Regions from separate parts of the Xenopus laevis genome. Here region 2 is linked to region 1. The links are chromatin contacts, called in public Hi-C maps. All regions are on one chromosome and are shown on one strand. The core of a region is the stretch at or near the end of the contact, and the rest is flanking DNA. Distances in the headings are between cores, read along the strand shown. Region 1 holds the start of LOC108699562 (lysozyme g). Region 2 has its middle 66 kb from the start of LOC108699281.

The links. Hi-C and Micro-C count contacts between places; a contact is called where the count stands out from the background.
Region 2: a Hi-C map of the XTC cell line shows a contact between it and region 1, with 2.3 times the contacts expected there. The contact joins the enhancer-like site here to the promoter of LOC108699562 in region 1. A contact is called at or near these places in 2 of 4 Hi-C or Micro-C datasets (the XL177 cell line and the XTC cell line).

The regions. Positions count from the first base shown.
Region 1 is chr8L:110,480,281-110,482,980 of Xenopus_laevis_v10.1, reverse strand. LOC108699562 (lysozyme g) reads right to left here and starts at 1,422. Exons shown (of 6, transcript XM_018231648.2): 1 at 1,317-1,422; 2 at 873-1,019. The coding sequence starts at 876.
Region 2 is chr8L:110,580,822-110,583,521 of Xenopus_laevis_v10.1, reverse strand. No RefSeq gene overlaps it. Among protein-coding and RNA genes, the nearest start is that of LOC108699281, 66 kb to the right of the region's middle. Within about 2 kb of position 1,416, at least 1 of the 7 cell types and tissues checked has an H3K27ac peak or open chromatin away from gene starts, as enhancers often do.

The sequences.
Region 1 (2,700 bases), core at 173-2,672:
AGTTTGCAATTTCAGCAATTTGTTTGCTAGGGTCCAAATGATCTTAGCAACCATGCATTAATGCTAATCAGAAACTGCGATATGAATAGGAGTGGCCTGAATATAAAGATGAGTAATGAAAAGTAGCATTAACATTATATTTGTAGCCTTACAGAGCATTGTTTTTTTAGATGGGGTCAGTGACCCCCATTTGGAAGCCGGTAAGAGTCAGAAGAAAAAGACATATAATTCAAAAACTATAAAAAATAAAGGGCAATTAAAAAGTTGATAAAAATTAGCCATTCTATAACATACTAAAAGTTAACTGAAAGGCGAATCACTCCTTTAAGACTGTTTGGATGATCTGACAGATAATGTAAATACAGGTATTTGGGTTTACATTTCGCAAATATATAGAGGTTACTAGTAGAATATATTTAAAACTGGGAGATTAGTCACCCAGTGACAAATGGCTTCTTCTTCGGGCGACTAATCTCCCTGAACTGCCTTCCCGCCAGCTAGAATGCAAACCGTCGTCGGGATGGCACTTGCAACGCTTCGTTTTCCAAAGTCGCCTCACGAGGAAGTCATTACCATGTTTTCCTTGCATGTACACGAGGACAAGGTGGAGCTAGAAGCAACAGTAATGTTATTGGCATAGACACCTCTCATGTGCGATTGTGGTCTTCAGCTTTATATCACCACATGTATTGGCACCATAAAAACACTTGAAGCTGGACTTGATACTAGGGTAATAGACATCTTTACATTTTCTTGCTATAAATAACACAATAAGAGCTCCAGAAAGGTATAACAATGATTTAAATAGAAATTATCTGAGATTTGGGACATTTATTGAGGTGGAATAAAAGAGGTAGAGATCATAGTCTTACCCATATTGATGATTTCTGGTTGCTAACTCAGTCAGCTCCTCTGAATTCACGTTTATAAATAATATCAATGCTGTTGTCAATGCTGGTGTTGTTGATAGCTGCTGTGCGTGTAGATGTTCCTGCAGATGCTTCCTGATGTGATGTAATCTGGGCGGAGAGTTTAGTTAGGCTGCAAAATTTCTGTCTATCACAGGATCACGTTACTACTGTGCACAGTTTGACTTTGAAAATAATTGTTACAAAAATTGTTCTGTCCTCACTACGTGTTACCCTGGGGTATTGTGTAGCTTGACATGCAGCTAAACTCCTAACTTCGTTAATCCATTGACACGGGTTATTGAGATTCAGTTTTATTAACAAAGGGAAAGGTGTAAAACTAGAAAATGACAGTGCTTGATTATGTACTTGCTTTATAGATCAGGCTTGGGATAAAGTAATACCTACCAACGATGCTACCACCAGGCTGGATGGGGTAGGATTGCTATGGATGGTGATGTACTAACTGTGTACAGTGTAAAGATGGCAGCTAGAGTGATCATTTCCTGGTATTACACGGGGTCACATGGGAAGGGTATGGTGGCCTAAGAAGAACATTTCTATAACAATGCAAAACCATACACGTGTAGGGACCCACAGGGTTAATGTGCCCCTACAGCTTTAATTCCTTTTACTTCCTGATCTCCCTAGTTGCTGGGGGGAAGCTCCGGTTGTTAGAGATAATTTGCACAGATATGCTATTGGCGCTGTGACCACATCCTGTCACACTCTGGTATAGTGAGTGAGATGGGGTGGATCTTCCTCTTTGGCTGCTGCATGCTGACCCAGCTGGGTGTGCCCTGGGAGCCTGGATGCAGCAAGGCCCAGAAAAGCCATGTGCTCTTGAGAGATAAGTCGGGGAGTAGGGTCCTCGTGAATGAGGCTAGTAAGTGGCAGGAATATAATGTTATAGACTCTGTAGGAGAGTAAGGCAGAGAGGTAAGAGCAGCTTTGTGCTCCACCAAAGAGGTGTAGCAGGGAGTAGCTTCCCAGGCCATAAAATTTGCCTACAGTGATGGGACACAGTGGATAGGATGTCAGGCTTTAGGTTCTCTTCCCTGACCACTCCACTGGGTGGGATCCAGACCACGTGTGTGGTATTTCTGCCTGGAGGTGCTGCACTGCCTTGACTAAATCCTCAGGAAAATGCACCTGCCTCTACCTCTGAAGCTCTGTGTGAGTTCTATGCCTCTCTATATTCTGCCTCTATCTATGAGCTCTTTGTGAGCCTTCCAGTTCTGTGTGAGCTGTGCAGTGTAGGTGTACATGGATATTGCCAAATGCCTCTGTACCACTGTAAGTAAAACCTGTGGGTCATTTGTCTCTGACAAATAAGTTATTTTGTTATACTTTAAGAACAGTCCTGGTGCCCATTTTTATTATTGTTGTTGCACATTAGCCTGAGAGTTGTAGTTACACTACTTTGTTCCTGAAATCTTCCATTTAGCGAAGGCCCTAGCCTGGGGTGTTTGAATGACATGTAACTCATGCACTAAGCACTAGCTGGACATTAACTTCTTTTTGGTTTGTTAGCAAAGTTAGCATTACACAAGTTAATGACAAGGTGATCCAATACAAACAATAAAACAATGCTGGAGGCATAAAATGAATGTGTTAATACCACACCCTGGCAATAATATGTAAGCTCACATGCAACGTCAAGTCCACCCATTCAACATCAGAGTCACACACTGCCTATTAGCATTCTGTAGTTAATTAAAAATCCCCCAGCAAACCGTGTGACTGAATAGTAAGACCATGTTGCACTTACCCTTAACTTAGAAGCTCTAGT
Region 2 (2,700 bases), core at 167-2,666, 100 kb before region 1:
ATTCAGTGAGTATATAAAGGTCAAATGTCTGTATATATTAGTGATGTTGTTGAACTTGCTGGAAGTGTCCACTTTTTATTAAAAATAAAAACAGAAAGACAGAGAGCCTCCATTATCCCAGGCCATGAGCCCTCCTAAAACAAATGTGTCATGAGTTTCAAATGTAAAAAAAAAGTGTAAATACAATATTTTTAACAGTTACAACTTGTAAACATGATCCCACTTTAAATATGACAAATCCCCAGCGTTTTTGACTTTTGCTCATGACTTTTTTGGAATACGGGATATGATGTCACTGACATAATAATGTTGAGGATATAATAACTTCATTGTATTAATTTGCCAGTCAGAACCTGGCAAAATAGATTTTGGTGAAAAGGGTAGCGAATTGAAATTTTGATAAATTAGTGAACTTGTGATCGTTCGCCTAAGCAATAATTTGCCTGACGAAAGTTTGCCAGCGACAAGGTAGTTCTCTAGCGAAGTGTGTCGCTCATCTTTCAGTAAATAGGTGATGTCATTGCAAATTGTCTTTTTAGCGGAAATTTGTCAGAAAAACACAAGTCGCTCTTTAGTAAATATGCCCCCAAGTGTCTTTGGAATGTTTTAGCATCTGTCTTTTACAGACTTAACATAATAGGTCTAACCTTGTACATCTCATTTATTAGTTGGACCAATGAAGAGAAAAGTCCAATACAACTAATAAGTAGAGATGCACCAAATCCACTATTTTGGATTCGGCCAAACCCCAAATCCTTTGTGAAAGATTCGGCCGAATACCGAACCGAAGCCGAACCCTAATTTGCATAAGCAAGTAAGGGGTGGGAAGGGAAATTTTTTTTTACTTGTTTTGTGACGAAAAGTCACGTGATTTCCCTCCCCACCTCTAATTTGCATATGCAAATTAGGATTCGGATTCGGTTCGGCCTGGCAGAAGGATTCGGCCGATTCCGAATCCTGCTGAAAAAGGCCGAATCCCGAACCGAATCCTGGATTCAGTGCATCCCTACTAATAAGAGTATGACCATTGTCATTCAAGACTTTTCTTTGTGCAGGGATAAGGGATGATATATAATGCCTAATACATAATACATAATGCCTAAATTCAGAAGAGATGATGAGGATAGAGGTAACACTAAAACAGTCAGGAATATGTGCTAAATACAGACAATGTGGGGAATTTGGTCTCCAAAGCTTCTAAATGGGACCAGGAAGCTGTTTATAGTGAACAGGAATTTCCCACCCCTAAAATTATGTTTTAATTCACCTTAAGTTGCAAAAGGGGAATTGGGTGTTCACAACAGTGGCGGAACTACCGGGGGAACCAGGGAGGCAGGGCCCCCCGGCAGCCCGTGCGCCTCTGAAAATGCGGCCGTACGGAGGGGGGCGGGCCCGGCTGTGCGTCACGCACCAGGGCCCGCCCCCCTCTAGTGACGCTACTGGTTCACAAAGAACTTGACTGGCATCTATATACTCCATAAACATTTGTAGATACAGTAGCTCTACCCAACAGAATGTGAGGTTAGAGCTAAAGCAAAGCCAACAATCAGTAACATGGTTCCCTTTACAATAATGAGAAGGGAGCTGAGCGAAAGCTGAGTTTGTTGAGTTAAGTTTGTTGGATATGCATGTAGAATTATTGGATGGGTAGGATACTTTTCTATGACAACAGAATGGAATTTAACAGAAGAGTCTTTTACTGTAGGTTCTATCTTAATTTCTCTGTCACTTCAAATCAGCATCTATTTAACATGTTGACTTGGCTTTAGCCCTTTAATTGCAATAAAGTCTATTTTTCTTTGTAACATTGAACTCTAATTACAGCCTCTATGACATATGGAAATTGTTTCTATATCTGTGTTTTAGCTTGAAGTTCAGCAGTGACCCCTACAGGGTTTGCTAGGCAACGTGACTAGATGTTCTCTGTAACTTCAGAAATTTATCAAGTTGTTTTGTAAAGCCCCAGGATGGCTATTTGGCGTTAAGCAAGTAAACAGTCATTTGCATTAGTAAAAATATGTGTAGCACATGAACTGAGCACTTATTCTCACTAAATGGCATGTGTGACAGTGTTATGTATAAAAAGCATTATGATACATAAAGCTGGACCTTGCAGTTAGGGATGTGGCTTCTCACACTGCAACAAACAGTAATTTCAATTAACCTGACATTTTTTACAAGCAGAACTCCATCCATGTAACCTGAGCAATATGCAGGCATTTGACTGGAACACGTACAAAGTAAGATAAATCATCTACCAGCCCTCCAAATAGAAAGATAAACTACAGAATAGACTTGTCCTCCAGTAAATTTCTGCACAGGTCAGGTCACTGCTAAACCAACCCGTATCTAATGGTTTTTTTGTAACTGAAAATGCATACCTGTGTTAATGAATTGTGTAACATACTTTACATGAATATCACACTTATAGGTTCTAGTATGGAGCAATCTTAATAATTAAGTCCCACTTACTGTAACTCTACAACATTTTTGCATTGTTTTGTAAGGGGCATTTTAACCAGATATTTGGATATCTTCTCCTTAAGATGTAAGTTCTGGGGCATGAGCACATGGACCTTCACGTGTCCTTCACATGGTGATTTCACCACTTTGTAGTAATTTATTTGGTTACATGGATTACTAATAGAGGATATTGTCTATACTGACATGGTGGTATCTATATACAGAGTTTGAGTTCTA